Regions from separate parts of the Pan troglodytes genome. Here regions 1 and 2 are each linked to region 3. A link is a contact called in public Hi-C data. All regions are on one chromosome and are shown on one strand. Each heading gives the region's core, a stretch centred on a gene start, on an enhancer-like site or on the middle of the called end of the contact. The rest is flanking DNA. Distances are from core to core; before and after follow the strand shown. Region 1 holds the start of URAD (ureidoimidazoline (2-oxo-4-hydroxy-4-carboxy-5-) decarboxylase). Region 2 holds the start of CDX2 (caudal type homeobox 2). Region 3 has its middle 62 kb from the start of GTF3A.

What was found. Hi-C and Micro-C count contacts between places; a contact is called where the count stands out from the background.
Region 1: a contact with region 3 is called in a Hi-C map of induced pluripotent stem cells, with 6 times the contacts expected there. The contact joins the promoter of URAD here to the enhancer-like site in region 3. A contact is called at or near these places in 5 of 7 Hi-C or Micro-C datasets (blood, induced pluripotent stem cells, a lymphoblastoid cell line and 1 more), 1 of 1 datasets of contacts at active chromatin or transcription factors (stem cell-derived excitatory neurons) and 1 of 1 other capture datasets (stem cell-derived neural stem cells).
Region 2: a contact with region 3 is called in a Hi-C map of stem cell-derived neural progenitor cells, with 4 times the contacts expected there. The contact joins the promoter of CDX2 here to the enhancer-like site in region 3. A contact is called at or near these places in 4 of 7 Hi-C or Micro-C datasets (blood, induced pluripotent stem cells, a lymphoblastoid cell line and 1 more), 1 of 1 datasets of contacts at active chromatin or transcription factors (stem cell-derived excitatory neurons) and 1 of 1 other capture datasets (stem cell-derived neural stem cells).

What each region holds. Positions count from the first base shown.
Region 1 is chr14:27,147,538-27,152,182 of NHGRI_mPanTro3-v2.0_pri, reverse strand. URAD (ureidoimidazoline (2-oxo-4-hydroxy-4-carboxy-5-) decarboxylase) reads left to right here and starts at 1,685. Exons shown (of 3, transcript XM_003314092.5): 1 at 1,685-1,938. The coding sequence starts at 1,764.
Region 2 is chr14:27,128,004-27,132,716 of NHGRI_mPanTro3-v2.0_pri, reverse strand. It overlaps CDX2 (caudal type homeobox 2), which reads left to right and starts at 1,575. Exons shown (of 3, transcript XM_016925110.4): 1 at 1,575-2,507. The coding sequence starts at 1,967.
Region 3 is chr14:26,527,152-26,532,059 of NHGRI_mPanTro3-v2.0_pri, reverse strand. No RefSeq gene overlaps it. Among named protein-coding and RNA genes, the nearest start is that of GTF3A, 62 kb to the left of the region's middle. Within about 2 kb of position 2,154, at least 11 of the 24 cell types and tissues checked have an H3K27ac peak or open chromatin away from gene starts, as enhancers often do. A contact at or near this core is called in induced pluripotent stem cells, stem cell-derived neural progenitor cells and stem cell-derived neural stem cells, where this site is marked.

The DNA of each region.
Region 1 (4,645 bases), core at 436-2,935, 620 kb before region 3:
TGGTTTATGAATCCTAATATGGTTGTTCTCTCATTGAATTTTTGTTTTTTGAGAGAAGGTCTCATTATGCTGCCCAGGCTGGCCTGGACCTTCTGGGCTCAAGCAATTCTCCTGCCTTGGCCTCCTGAGTAGCTGGGGCTACAGGCACATGCCACCTTACCTGGTTCATTGAATTTTTATTCAAATGAAAGCAAATGTGTAACTGATATGGCTTTGGGAAATGTTTGCATTTGTAGTTCTAAAGGGAGATAGCAGTAATGTGTTTATTTGTCAATTCTGACCCTTTCTTTTCTTTGACTTTACCTGGCACATTATTTTGTTTTGTGTATACCTGGAAGACATTAGTACGTGAAATCTAATCTATGTGGTTAGCTAACTGGCCAACCAATCCATCCAATAGTGTTTCTTTCATGCCTACCGTAGGCACAGCCCTTGTCAGCCAGGATACAGAGGCAGCAAGACACACTGGTCTCCAGGCTTCTGGAATATGTCCCGGCTGAGAACCGACATACAAGTAAATACATACAAGAAGCAACATAGACACAGATATTTTCAAGAAGAAAATAACTCCTAATGGGGTTTGAGAGACTATTGAGAATGGGGCAGAATTATTCCTTAGACATTTTGTCCTGCTTAATGAGCATTTATTAAGTACCTGTTGTGTTAAGCATCTGGCATACACAGACTGAGAAAAACATAGTACCTATCCTTAACAGCAGCAATAACAATAGTTAGGAAATCAAGTTCCAAGTGGGTTGACCCGTGACCTGGCTAAATTATCAGGGAAAATGTCCTGCGGTGATGATGACATTAAAGTGTTAATAACAGCCAGACGCGGCTGTAGTCCCAGCTACTCGGGAGGCTAAGGCAGGTGGATCACTGGAGTCCAGGAGTTCTGGGCTGTAGTGCGCTCTGCCGATCAGGTGACTGCACCAAGTTCGGCATCAATCTGATGTCCTCCAGGAAGACCGGAGCCACCAGATTGCCCAGGGAGCGGTGAACTGGCCCAGGTTGGAAAGAGAACAGGTCAAAACTCCACTGCTGATCAGTAGTGGGATTGTGCCTATGAATAGCCACTGCACTCCAGCTTGGACAACCTAGGCAGAACCTATCTCAAATAATAACAATATAATAATTACCTGTAATTCCAGCACTTTGCGAGGCCGAGGCAGGTGGATTACTTGAGGTCAGGAGTTCGAGACCAGCCTGGCCAACATGGTGAAACCCCGTTTCTACTAAAACAAACAAACAAACAAACAAAACCAAAAAAATAAACTTAGCTGGGTGTGGTGGCAAATGCCTGTAATCCCAGCTACTCAGGAGGCTGAGATAGGCAAATCGCTGGAACCCAGGGGGTGGAGGTTGTAGTGAGCTGAGATTGCGCCACTGTGCTCCAGCCTGGGTGACAGAGCTAGACACCAAAAAAAAAAAAAAAAAGCCTAACAACATGAAAAACAGATCTGGCTCTAATGCTTAGAGTGAAATAGGGCCCCTGCTGCCTTTGATTATGGGAATGGTTTGGTTGGAAACATTGACCATGCAGAGATCTCTGCTCCCTGGATTAGAACCTTAAGCCTGTGCTTGTTCATTACACAAGTATTCTGGATCTGCTTCTCCCAAAGGCATTTAAAACACGCGAAGGTGGTGTTGTGTAAAAAGCAAGCTCTTGTGTTCAGCAGATATAACCGAGTGAGCCGAGACAGCGTCACTCACTCGCCGAGAGGGGAGCTGGACGTCCCGCTGTCTCCGGTGGAATACAAGGAATGGACATTGAGAAGGTCAACTCCATGGACCTTGGAGAATTCGTGGATGTGTTTGGGAATGTCACTGAGAGATGTCCTCTGATTGCAGCTGCTGTTTGGTCCCAGCGGCCATTATCTGATTTGGAAGATTTAGAGAAGCACTTTTTTGCCTTTATTGATGCCCTTCCACAGTCAGGTAAGGCTTCCGTATCAGACATTCTCTGCAAAGGGATTTCAAATATGCTTGTCAAAATATTTTTAGATACTGGCCAGGAATGGTGGCTCACACCTGTAATCCCAGCACTTTGGGAGGCTGAGATGGGAGGATCACTTGAGCCCAGGAATTTGAGACCAGTCTAGGCAACATGATGAGATCTGTTGCTACAAAAATTGTTTTTAGGCCGGGCGTGTTGGTGGCTCACGCCGGTAATCCCAGCACTTTGGGAGGCCGAGGTGGGTGGATCACAAGGTCAGGAGATCGAGACCATCCTGGCCAACATGGTGAAACCCCATCTCTACTAAAATACAAAAAATTAGCCAGGCGTGGTGGTGCGTGCCTGTAGTTCCAGCTATTCGGGAGGCTGAGGCAGGAGAATCGCTTGAGCCTGGGAAGCGGAGATTGCAGTGAGCCAAAATTTCACCACTGCACTCCAGCCTGGTGGCACAGCAAGACTGTGTCTCAAAAAACAAAACAAAAAACAACAAAAAAAGTTGTTTTTAAAAATCTATCTATCTATCATCTATCTATCTATCATCTATCTATCTATCTATCTATCATCTATTTTAGTCTAATTCCTTATACTTGATGTGTTTATTGAGTTCTTTCCTTTGGAAGGTTCAGTAAGTTTCCTCAGGTCTAGTCCATAAGAGTCAAGCACTTGTGTGGTTTAGGTCAGACATGGACTGGAAGAATGCGGTGGCTAAGGAAAGTGGCTGTTAAATATTAGAGCTTTGAGGTCACAAGGAGGAACCTAGCAAAAGACATCAGAGTGATTCAGAGGCTAAAGGCCAGGCTGAGGGCCCACCCTGTCTTAGCCACCCCATCTGGCTTGGGAATGTCCTGTATGTGACAGAGAGGACAGCTGGATATCAGACTATCTCCAGAGCCCAGGGGAAAGGGCAATCGGCTGACTTTTGTACCAGAACGGGCCAGTTTGGACTGGATGGCTGAGGAGAGTGAATTCATTCAGATCAGCAACTCCCTGAGGGATGGAGGGGAAGGAGGAGAATCTGAAGGCATCCCTCTGGAGGAAGGGAAAGAAGTTACTGATTTCTTCTGTGGAGAGAGAGAGAAAATGAGGCACTTCTTGGTGTGGGGTGAGGAGAAGAGGGGGTGACTCCGAATGACACACACAGCTTCACAGAGACCAGGCTGCCTCAGGGGCTGTCCTGGATGCTCTGTGGAGAAACCTGAAATGTACTGAAGGGGTGGCGAGGGGCAGAGAGGCCTCTGTGGACATCTGGGTGGGGAAGGAGAGCCCCTGCTCTCTTCACCAAAAAGGAGCCAACAGACGATGCCGCCTATCAGGATGGCCTTTGACAGCCAGATGGCTTCTGACCGTCATACAGACGTCTCCAAAATAAGGAGCTCCTTTTAATTCATTTGAGGCTTATCTAGGAAGAGCAGAGGATGTCATAAAATCAAATGGACAGGAATGTTGGGGCCATGTGGACACTCACCCACTTCTGGGGGCCTCTCCATAGCTGAGGACTTCAGCTCCTCCACTGGGCTTGGGGGTCATCACTGGAGCCTTCTGACCCTTGACTCACAGGGACAGCCCAGTCCCAGCCTGATGAGTGAAGGGACCACAGCCTCTCAGCTGAACTGCTGCAGGGCAGGCCGGAAGGAGCAGGAGGCCCCGGAGCCCACCCTCTCAATGTCTGACAGGAAAATAGAATAGAGGAGGCAAAATGACAGCCTCACTGGAAAGTAATTTCTTTTCAGGAAAAAAAAAAAAGAGAGGCAAATCCTTTGATTGTCTTAATACCCAAAGGAGTGGTGAGGCTGAGGAGGGAGCGTGTTGAGAGAGAAAGCTAGGATTGCGTGAATAATTTAAATCTATTGTTCTTGGGTTTGGCCAGTTACTTAACACACGTTTTGGGGGCTTTCTTACTCTGTGTCTGGAACTTTGATAAAAACACAACAATTTCTCCATTTTCATCTTATTGCTCACCAACACTCCCCACAACCCGGCTGGCCAGAGGTTCTAGTTCCAGGTCAGTCCAGTCAGGGCCCTGAGCACAGTGGAGTGTGGGCAGCACTGGACGTGGGCAAGCCCCGCTCCCGAGGCTTGTTTTGATGCCCCTGTGACTTGATGAAACCTCTGTCTCCTGGCTAGTGTCAGAATCCCAGATCACAGAGTGAACAGGATGTTGAGACTTAATCAAAGTTTGCTGAATGAATGCATGAAATCGTTTCCAAGGTGATACTGAAAAGTGGGAATTCTGGCATTACCCCCTTCCCCACACATTTTAACTGGGTGACTCAGTGGTAGGTCAGTGGACAAAATGGCTGGAGGGAGTTTGGGCCCCCTGGACGGTTGTTGGTGTCTGCAGTAGACACGGTTCTGGGGAGGAGCTCCCTGTAGTGGAGGCTGCTTCTCGGTTCTGCACTTGTCTGGGAGCAGCTGGGAGCCTCAATGCTGTCTGGCGGCAGCTCCTCATCTTAACATCTCAGTAACAGTAGACAAGTGATGTTATCAATGGCGACAATAACAACAACAAATAGCTAAAATGTATTGAACTTTTACTACTGGTGTGTTTCAGGCACTTTTCCAAAAACTTTGCACTTGCTAACTCATTCAATCCTCTAATATCCCTATAAAATGAGGAATAGTATTATTATTGCTCCCATTCTTACCGATGGGAAAACTGAGGCACACAGAGATTAAGTAACTTGAGCA
Region 2 (4,713 bases), core at 326-2,825, 600 kb before region 3:
TACGAAAGGTGGGAGGAACCAGAAAACAGGGGATCCCGCAGCCCTAGGCTAGTTCTGATCGCTTTCAGGTGTCTGCAGAGGCAACTTGCTGGTTGTCACCTGTAAAATGGGGAGGATAAAAACACCTCCCAGGTTTTGTTCTAGATCCTAGGGGGATGTGAGGCTCAAGGGAGATAAAGGACACTGGAGAGCACCCCAGAAATGACAGGATGAAGGCGATGGTGACAAATATCCGAGCGAAACGCTTGACAATGAGAACAGACAAGTGCAGGTCTCCAGGAGTGCCGCGAGCGCCCGCGGGTTCTGAGAGCGCTCAAAGCCGCCGAGTCAGGCTGCCCAGCCCGCCGGGCCTCGCCGCAGTGATCCTCATTCCCGAATCTGGCAGCGCTGTCAAAGGCTTGTATAGGAGGTGAACGGCGGCCGCAGGCCCACCCCACGCGGTTGCTGAAACCGAGCTGGGCGCGCGCAGGAGCCGAATCTCGCCGCCTCTGCCCTCCTGTCGGGGCAGCTCCCGATCCCGGGCTGCGCGGCTCCGGTCCCCAAGACGGCCACTTCCAGCCCTAGGCCCCTTGGCCGCAGCGCTTCCCAAACCAAGAGAGATCCTTTCTCAACTCAGAGCTTTTCATTAGCAGTCGTTAATAATGGCCCTGAGTTGCCTTATCATCTCCTGGAAATGAGAAATAAATTTCTTCGGAGAACGTTTCCCTTTGTAAAGGACAGAGAGTTTTAAAGATATAGGTATGATGTAAGACACATAAATACCTAGGTAAGCATTAGCAGAAATTCTCTTTTCCTTATATTTAAGTATAATAAACATACAAGTGTAGCTCAATGAATTTTCACAAACTGACATTCTATGTAACCAGCAGCCTAAGAAACTGCTTTACCAACGATCCCCTAGCTCGCCTCCAGTTATGCACGCCAATAACCACTAGCCTAACTTCTACCACATGCCCATTACTTCTGTAGTTTAAAACTTCTGATTCTTGAATGTAAACGTTTAACAATAAATCGCTTGAATTTAACTCAAATTTCAAATGTAAGATGAAGTCAGAGATGCAGCCTGAATCTAGGATCATAATTTGTCTTGTGCGGAGGGCGAGTAATTTCCTTGGGCAAGAAAATAACTGATTGGAGGTGACAGTTGTTTGGGGCTGCAGTCGTCTGGGCCAGGAGCACAGGGCGGGAAGGAATGGCCCATCTCTTAGGGCTCTCTGCTTGTCACCTACCAGGTTGGTCAGAAACGTTCTCATCAAAGCAATGGTTCTCTTTTCTTTTCTCTTTGGGACAGAAGGAGTTTCTTGACCGCCCCCTTCCCTGCAAATGCATAAACAACCACTGTTCCTGTCTCCAAGCTCAGATTCCCACCAAGATAGCCTTTTCTCTTCCCCTCTCTTTTGTAAGTCTCTTGATTTCATTCTTTGAACCTGTGATTGGAGGTTAAAGTGCACCAGGTTGGAAGGAGGAAGCTCTTAACAATAAAGGTTTGAATATTTAGCTGTGTCAGGTCGCTGCCCTCTCACGAGCCTCCCTCCCCTTTATCTTTTAAAATGCAAATTATGTTTCGAGGGGTTGTGCGTAGAGTGCGCGCTGCGCCTCGACGTCTCCAACCATTGGTGTCTGTGTCATTACTAATAGAGTCTTGTAAACACTCGTTAATCACGGAAGGCCGCCGGCCTGGGGCTCCGCACGCCAGCCTGTGGCGGGTCTTCCCCGCCTCTGCAGCCTAGTGGGAAGGAGGTGGGAGGAAAGAAGGAAGAAAGGGAGGGAGGGAGGAGGCAGGCCAGAGGGAGGGACCGCCTCGGAGGCAGAAGAGCCGCGAGGAGCCAGCGGAGCACCGCGGGCTGGGGCGCAGCCACCCGCCGCTTCTCGAGTCCCCTCGCCCCTTTCCCTTCGTGCTCCCCGGCAGCCTCCAGCGTCGGTCCCCAGGCAGCATGGTGAGGTCTGCTCCCGGACCCTCGCCACCATGTACGTGAGCTACCTCCTGGACAAGGACGTGAGCATGTACCCTAGCTCCGTGCGCCACTCTGGCGGCCTCAACCTGGCGCCGCAGAACTTCGTCAGCCCCCCGCAGTACCCGGACTACGGCGGTTACCACGTGGCGGCCGCAGCTGCAGCGGCAGCGAACTTGGACAGCGCGCAGTCCCCGGGGCCATCCTGGCCGGCAGCGTATGGCGCCCCACTCCGGGAGGACTGGAATGGCTACGCGCCCGGAGGCGCCGCGGCCGCCGCCAACGCCGTGGCTCACGGCCTCAACGGTGGCTCCCCGGCCGCAGCCATGGGCTACAGCAGCCCCGCAGACTACCATCCGCACCACCACCCGCATCACCACCCGCACCACCCGGCCGCCGCGCCTTCCTGCGCTTCTGGGCTGCTGCAAACGCTCAACCCCGGCCCTCCTGGGCCCGCCGCCACCGCTGCCGCCGAGCAGCTGTCTCCCGGCGGCCAGCGGCGGAACCTGTGCGAGTGGATGCGGAAGCCGGCGCAGCAGTCCCTCGGCAGCCAAGGTAAGCAGAGGCTGCGCCCCTCCGGAGGGTGCTTGGGAAGGCGCGGGTCGAGCCAGTGGCTGCTGCGCGTCACGCGTCCAGTGCGCACAGGGGCGTCCCGGGCTGTCTGGGAGCTCGGCGCCAGGAGGGGCACGGCCCGGGGACAAATTCGGGGGCCTCTGGCCCCTCGGGGCTTCTCTGACCTACTGAGCCTGGGAGTGAATATTCTGAGTCTCAACACCGTGTTCAGGCGTCCTCTTTCCAAGAGCTCCTCATTCGCAACCCCGGGACACCTTCGGGAAGCTCCGGGGAATGTCGGCGTGAGCACTGCTGGACGCGGGCAGAATCGCGTCCTCCGGCACTTGCTGCGGCATGCATTCCTTGCGTGGCTCCTGGCCGCCGAGGAGAGAGGGAGGCTCGAACCTTCTTGGGCTAGGTCTAGGCCGTTTATCTCCGCTCTCTCTTTCCCCATCTGAGCCATCTAAGAAGAGAAGTGACCGGGGGGAGGGGGGGGGGTCGGGGGATGGCTAGGCTGTGTGTGGGACCGGGTTTGGCCATTCGGGCCAATTCAAGGTACAGCGAGCAGACAGACCAGGGAGAGCTGCTGTCGCTGGGAAGAAGGTGCTAGCCCCAGCTGCTAAGGCGACGGGGGCGCGCCCCGTCTCTGAACCTCTGACCTGTGAAGGAGTCATTTCAAGCAAAAGCTGGAAGGCTAGGGGCAAGAAGCCTAGGGGCAGGCGTCTGCGGAGAGAGCAGGGAGACGGGGAGGAAACCCTGGTGGGAATTAAGCCGCCGCTCCAGGTAGGGGTCATTTCTCCCAAAGCTTCCTTTCAAGGGTGTCAGGGATGTCTGTGAGTGTGTGTGTGTGCAGCTGAAAAATATCCTAGGTTTGCCGGACTGTGGGGCTCATTGACTCCGGGTCTGCCCCTTCTGGTGTTCGAGTGTGTCTAGAGGTGGCAAGGAAGTGCGGTGGGGAGAGTCCTAGTTGAGTGCCCCCTTTAAAGTCTTTCCCCAGCCCTCAGCGCTTCCGCTTTTCTTGCTTCGCTCCTTGCTGCCCCAATTGGGCAGGCACGCTGGTTATGGGCACTTTGCAGAAGTTTATAGCCAATTACAACTGTATAAATCAAAGCGCCCTTTGGGGGCTGTCTCTGGGCATCGGTTTCTGCGTCACTGTGCATATGCTAGGGAGAGTCCTGGTGGGAATGCCGCCGACCGGGGAGAAGGCCACAGATCAGCCTCGGGTGAGCCTCAGAGCTTTGGCTTGGTCCCTTCTCCTAGAGGAGGCGCCTTTCTCCTAGCAGGGGCTCCCAGATCCTGGCTCCCAAAGACCCACTTTCTACAGCCCCTGTCTGGGGCGCGGTTGGCGGGGGTGGCGCACGCCCTAAGGAAGACCTTTGCGTGTCCCGGGAGAGCGGCCGCGGGGTGAGGGCCGGGAAGGGGGCGGGAGGGAAGCCGCCAGAGCCCAGGCCGCGGGGTCAGCAGATGAGAGGCCGCTGTGAAGTCCTGCGCCGAGGTGGCAAGGCCGCAGTCGGCGCCGGGTGCCCTTGTGATGTTAATGTGGGGTGGCCGCAGCCCGCGGGCCGGAGCCGGGCTCCTCTGCGGAGCGTCATCTGTCAAGGGGTGGGGGTGGGGGGGGGGGGGACGCGGCCTGGCTTGCTTTGATATACACCTTCCCAGCCCTGCCATTGTCTCTTTTAGGGCCCGGAAAGAGGGTGGTGACTTTCGCAGTCAATAATGAATTCTGACAAGTCCCTCTCATCCCTCCCCTCCATAGCCCCGCTCCTAGGTTCCCAGGGGGTGTGGGGCGCCTCCAAGGCCCTTGGGGCGCGGGTCGAAGAGCGCTCAGGGTCTGGTCATCGCGTTGCCCGGCCCGTCCGGGACACTGAAGGGGCAGCACCCGAGCAAGGGTCGCTCCGAGATACTTCCAGGCGAGTCTCCCTCCCGGGGTGTTCGGCTGAGGGAACTGCCCTACGCCTCAGCTCCGGAGGTGTCCTCTGTGGCTCCAGCCAGGCTCCGGTGCCATCCCCGCCTGATACTATCTGCGTGACCCGGTCTGATTCTCCATTTCCTCATCTGTAAAAAGGGGCGAGTACCAATGGCAGCCTAGAGTGGGTTTGAGGCGGTCACGCGTGTCCGAGCGTCCACCGGAGAAAGTCGCGTTGGTTCCCTTTACTTTCATAGCAGGCGCGGGGTCGGGGCCGCAGCCCCATTCAAATGCGCCTGCAGG
Region 3 (4,908 bases), core at 905-3,404:
TAGGAGGGATGACAAGCAAATAGGGGGACCACAGTGGTCATCAGGAGACCAGGCTGGGCAAACTCACCTCAGTCCTTTTCTGAAGGGGAAGTCAGCAGGACCTGTAGACAAAATAAATCCAAGAATCATAGAAAATGGCACCTTAGACTCATGCACAGGTGGGAACCCAGGGCTCATTGAGATGAGGCAAAGTGCTCTGGTCACAGCTGGCGAGTGGCAGAACTTGAACTTGAACTTCAGTTCCTTACTGCTTTAGTCCAGGGGAAAGAAGAGAATTGTCATTTGATGTGTGCTTTACATGCTAGGCACTTTGTCCATTTTCTCAACCAATCCCCACAGCAGAGGCACCATTATCCCCATATTCCAGATAAGATAATTGAGACTCAAAGAGGATAGAAAATTTGCCCCATGTCCACTGATAGAAAGTGGGGAGATGGGTGACAAATGCCATCTCTTCCTACTGTATCATGCCCTCCCATTTTTAAACCTAAGCATGTTCAATGTCTTTTAGGATTTCTTTGTGAGAAAGATGGACAAAGGTGAACTTGATGATGCTGTATAAAAGGACACACACTGTCTGCGAGTCAGGAATACAGATGTTCTCTCTACAGACTGCTCTCTTCCGGGAGATGCCTGTGTTCATTCCCCTTGGTATGAGCCTCAAGCACCCTTCAAGCCATCCATAAGGTGGATTTGTGAATGGAAGTGGGTAGGGCTAACATGGGCAGGAGGAGAGAGCTGGAGAAAGCTGAGTGGAGAATGAGGAATATATCTGCTAGGACATCCAGCAACAGCATTTATCCACAAAATAAGTCAGTGACTTCACTGCCCCTTTCTGCAAGACAACCAGATCCTATCAGGGTCTCTGTCCCTCAGAGGCCACTTTAAAGCAGACTGAGTCAGAAAAGCGAACTTTCCTACAGGCTCAAAGCCACCCTGCTCTACCAGGAGGCCTAGGAATTCTGCCCCACTGCCCCACTGCCCCACTCTTCTTTTTTTTTTTTTTTTTTTGAGACTGAGTTTCACTCTTGTCACCCGGGCTGGAGTGCAATGACGCAATCTCGGCTCACTGCAACCTCTGCCTCCTGGGTTCAAGCGATTCTCCTGCCTCAGCCTCCAGAGTAGCTGGGATTACAGGCGCATGCCACCATACCCAGCTAATTTTTGTATTTTTAGTAGAGATAGGGTTTCACCATGTTGGCCAGGCTAGTCTCCAACTCCTGAACGCAGGTGATCCACTCGCCTCGGCCTCCCAAAGTGCTGAGATTACAGGCGTGAGGCACCATGCCCGGCCCCCCGACTCTTAAATGTAGAGAATTCTATGATCCTGAGCAGATGTGGGAGTGCATTAAACTGTCATTGGCCTGTGTTTAAGAGTTGTGGACAATCACAGTACATAATAAAAACCTTTTTTGGTTTGATTTTGTTTTAAAGTTAACCCCAGAAATACTGAAAGCTAGAAACGCAGGCTTATGAAGGCAGCCGAATCCAGTAAATGTCATCAGGCCTTTGGGAAATGTTTGTCCCTGCATCCGTCTAGTTCCTCCAGGCCTGCTCCCCACACATCACAAACAGCAGGGCCTGGCAGGACCACCCCTGGGAACCTAGCCTGGCCACCTGGCATGGCCTCATGCCTGCAGCGAGGACATCTAGGGAAGACCACACTGCAGGCCACTGGCTCTGGCCAGGAGAATGTCCTTAAACCACACCTGCACCCTGCTAGGTACAGTTTATTGTGGGAATGGAGATCTGACCTGGGGTTGGCAGGGGAAGGCGGGGGGTAAGGACAGAGGTGCAGCCCCTCTGTCCACCTTCCCCTGATCCCTATCAGTTGGCACAGGAGGGCATAGTTCACCTTGCAGGTGGAAATGTCCACTGCTCCGAGCTGAGGAGGGAAGCCAGGACACACGGAAGGAGTGATGGGAGATTTATGAGCTGGCTTAAGACGGGGTTCTTGGGGACAGGCTTGGTGGGGCAGGCCTGCCTTCCCTCCCTCTGCTGGCCTGGAGAAGAGGTTCCATCAAGCTGCACCCACCCCTCAGTCTCCCTGGGACGTCTGATCAGTGAGTGACTTGTGCACACTTTAGATTATCTCACGCAGGACACAATCGTCAGCCACCGGGGCCCTGAGCAAAAGCCCTGCTCTTGGCAACCAGCCTTCCTACAAGGCCAACGAACTGCGCCACCCAAAGGACATCTAGGTGAGGCAGCGATTCTTCAAGGAAGATGTCACATGCGGCCGGAGGAAAGGCCCCCCGCCTCTGTTGGGCGTCCAAGTCCCCAAACAGCAGCGGCGACAGGGAGGGAGGGGACAGTCCAACCTAAGAGGTCCAGGACAGACCTCTGTGCAGGCAGCGACCGACCTGTGAGCGCCGCTCTGGGCGCGGGAGCGAGGCGAGGCGGAGCCACGGGTCAGGGCGGACCCCGGGGAGCTCTGGACTCTGAGCGCCAACGGAAAAAGGGGTCACAAACCACACGCACGTCCCCCAAAAGAAAACAAAACCGGCTAACCAGGCTCACTAAAAGGTGAAGCCCCAGAGCCAGGAAGTAGCTGATTACCTTCAGGTCGTTGAGTAGCAGGATGTGAAGGACCCCAGAGAGCGCATTGGCTCCAGCTTTGTTTGGGGACTAGCTTCGCGGCCACTCCCAGGCGCGCCTGCGGCCAGCGGGTCATGCCTTGGGGCCTGGCGCCATCTGCTGGCCATCGCTGTTCCTAACCCACTGCCCTCCCTACTCCTCACTTAGTTTCCTGTGAGACCCGTATGCAACAACAGGGAGACAGGGAGGCTTGTATCCGCGGCTCACCTACCTGCCTTTGGGCTCTTTTAGTCTCCAAAGCAGCGAAGATTTCCTAAGAAGTGCCCATACCGAAACGCCCTTCCTCTAGGGTCGCTTGAGCCCAGGAGATCGAGGTTGCAGGAAGCTATGATCGGGCCACTGCACTCCAGCCTGGGTAACATAGCAAGACCCCTTCTCTACACACACAGATACACACACACACACACACACACACACACACACACACACACAGAAGAGGCCGGGTGAGATGGCTCACACCTGTAATCCCAGCACTTTGAGAGGCCGAGGAGGGCGGATCACTTGAGGTCGGGAGTTCAAGACCAGCCTGGCCAACACAGTGAAACCCTGTCTCTACTAGAAATACAAAAATTAGTTGGGCGTGGTGGCGGGTGCCTGTAGTCCCAGAGGCCCAGGCAGGAGAATCACTTGAACCCAGAGGCGGAGGTTGCAGTGAGCCGAGTTCGCACCACTGCACTCCAGCCTGGGTGATAGAGCGAGACTCCGTCTCAAAAAAAAAAAAAAAAAAACTGAATTTCAGAAACAAATAAATAAAAATAATAAATAAAACATGCTTCCTCTCCTCAGCCCGCACCTGGGTTATGGGGGCAGGGTGCGAGCACACAAACACACACAACTTCATAGTGGAGGGAACCGACCAGCAATGGCTGACTAACTTGGAAAAGGTAATTGGAGAAGGATATGAATCTCTTCCCAAAACAATCTAAACCCAGCCTCATTGGACAGCTGCTCAGTGAGCCAAATAATAAAGTCAGTGAGCACCTCGAAAACATGCCAATCTATATGTTCAACCATCATCTCACTGCTTCCTGCAAAATAACGGCTTAAAGGGGGACACAGGCATCTTTGTCATTCCTCTCATTCCCTGGTCCCTGGTCCAGCACACGATGGGATGGGCAGCTGTGCTGGCAGAGGAACCCAGTTCTTCTTCTTTTTTTTTTTTTTTTTTTTTTTTTTGACACGGTCTCAGTCACCCAGGCTGGAGTGCAGTGGCATGATTTCGGCTCACTGCAACTTCCGTCTCCTGGGTTCAAGCGATTCTCCTGCCTCAGTCTCCCAAGTAGCTGGGACTACAGGTGCCCGTCACCAAGTCCAGATAATTTTCGTATTTTTAGTACAGATGGGGTTTCACTCTCTTGCCCAGTCTGGTCTCGAACTCCTGACCTCCGGTGATCCACCCGCCTCAGCTTCCCAAAGTGCTGGGGTTACAGGAGTGAGCCACTGCGCCTGGCCGGAACCCAGTTCTTAAAGATGGAATTAGTTGATTCATTCAACAAATAAGTACTGAGTGCCTCCGAGGTGCAGGCACTATTTGTTGCCAAGAAAGCAGAGAACAAACATGGAATGTTAATGATGCATGCATGGTAGCTGGGAGAGGCAGATGAGAAATAAGGAGACGAGAAATCAGCTACACTGATGAGTGTAGCTGTTACAAGGGAGATGAAATGTCTGGTGATGATTTTATAGTTGAGAGGGCCCAGTGAAAAGGGATCCCTTAGAGTGGCTCTGAATGACTCTGAAAAGCCAGCTTGGGTGCAGAGTGAGCATTCCAAGGAGGACCCCTGAGGCAAGAACAAGGTTACGTTTGAATGGGACACCCTGCTGTGTGTCTGCAGGAAGAGGAGGAAAGACATGAGTTGAGCATCTTACCTGTGCAAGTATCATTCTAGAACATGAGGTATTTTTTATAGGAGAGAAACTGGCACTTCCATACAATAGGAGGGAGTACCAGATGTGTAAGTAAGTAACTGAAATGCAATTTCAAAACAGTATCTTCCCCTGCAGAAAAGAATGTTTTCCCAAGATGAAAATCTCATTAGGACAAGAATGAACATTATGTTTCCAGTGTTTTATGATAGAGAAAGTAAATTATTATGATTATTTTTATTTATTTATTTATTTATTTTGAGACGGGGTCTGTGTTGCCTAGGCTGGAGTGCAGTGGTGAGATCTTGGCTCACTGCAACCTCCGCCTCCTAGGTTTGCTTCAGCGATTCTCCTGCCCCAACCTCCCGAGTAGCTGGGATTACATGTGTGTGCCACCACGCCTGGCTAATTTTTGTATTTTTAGTAGAGAGAGGGTTTCACCAT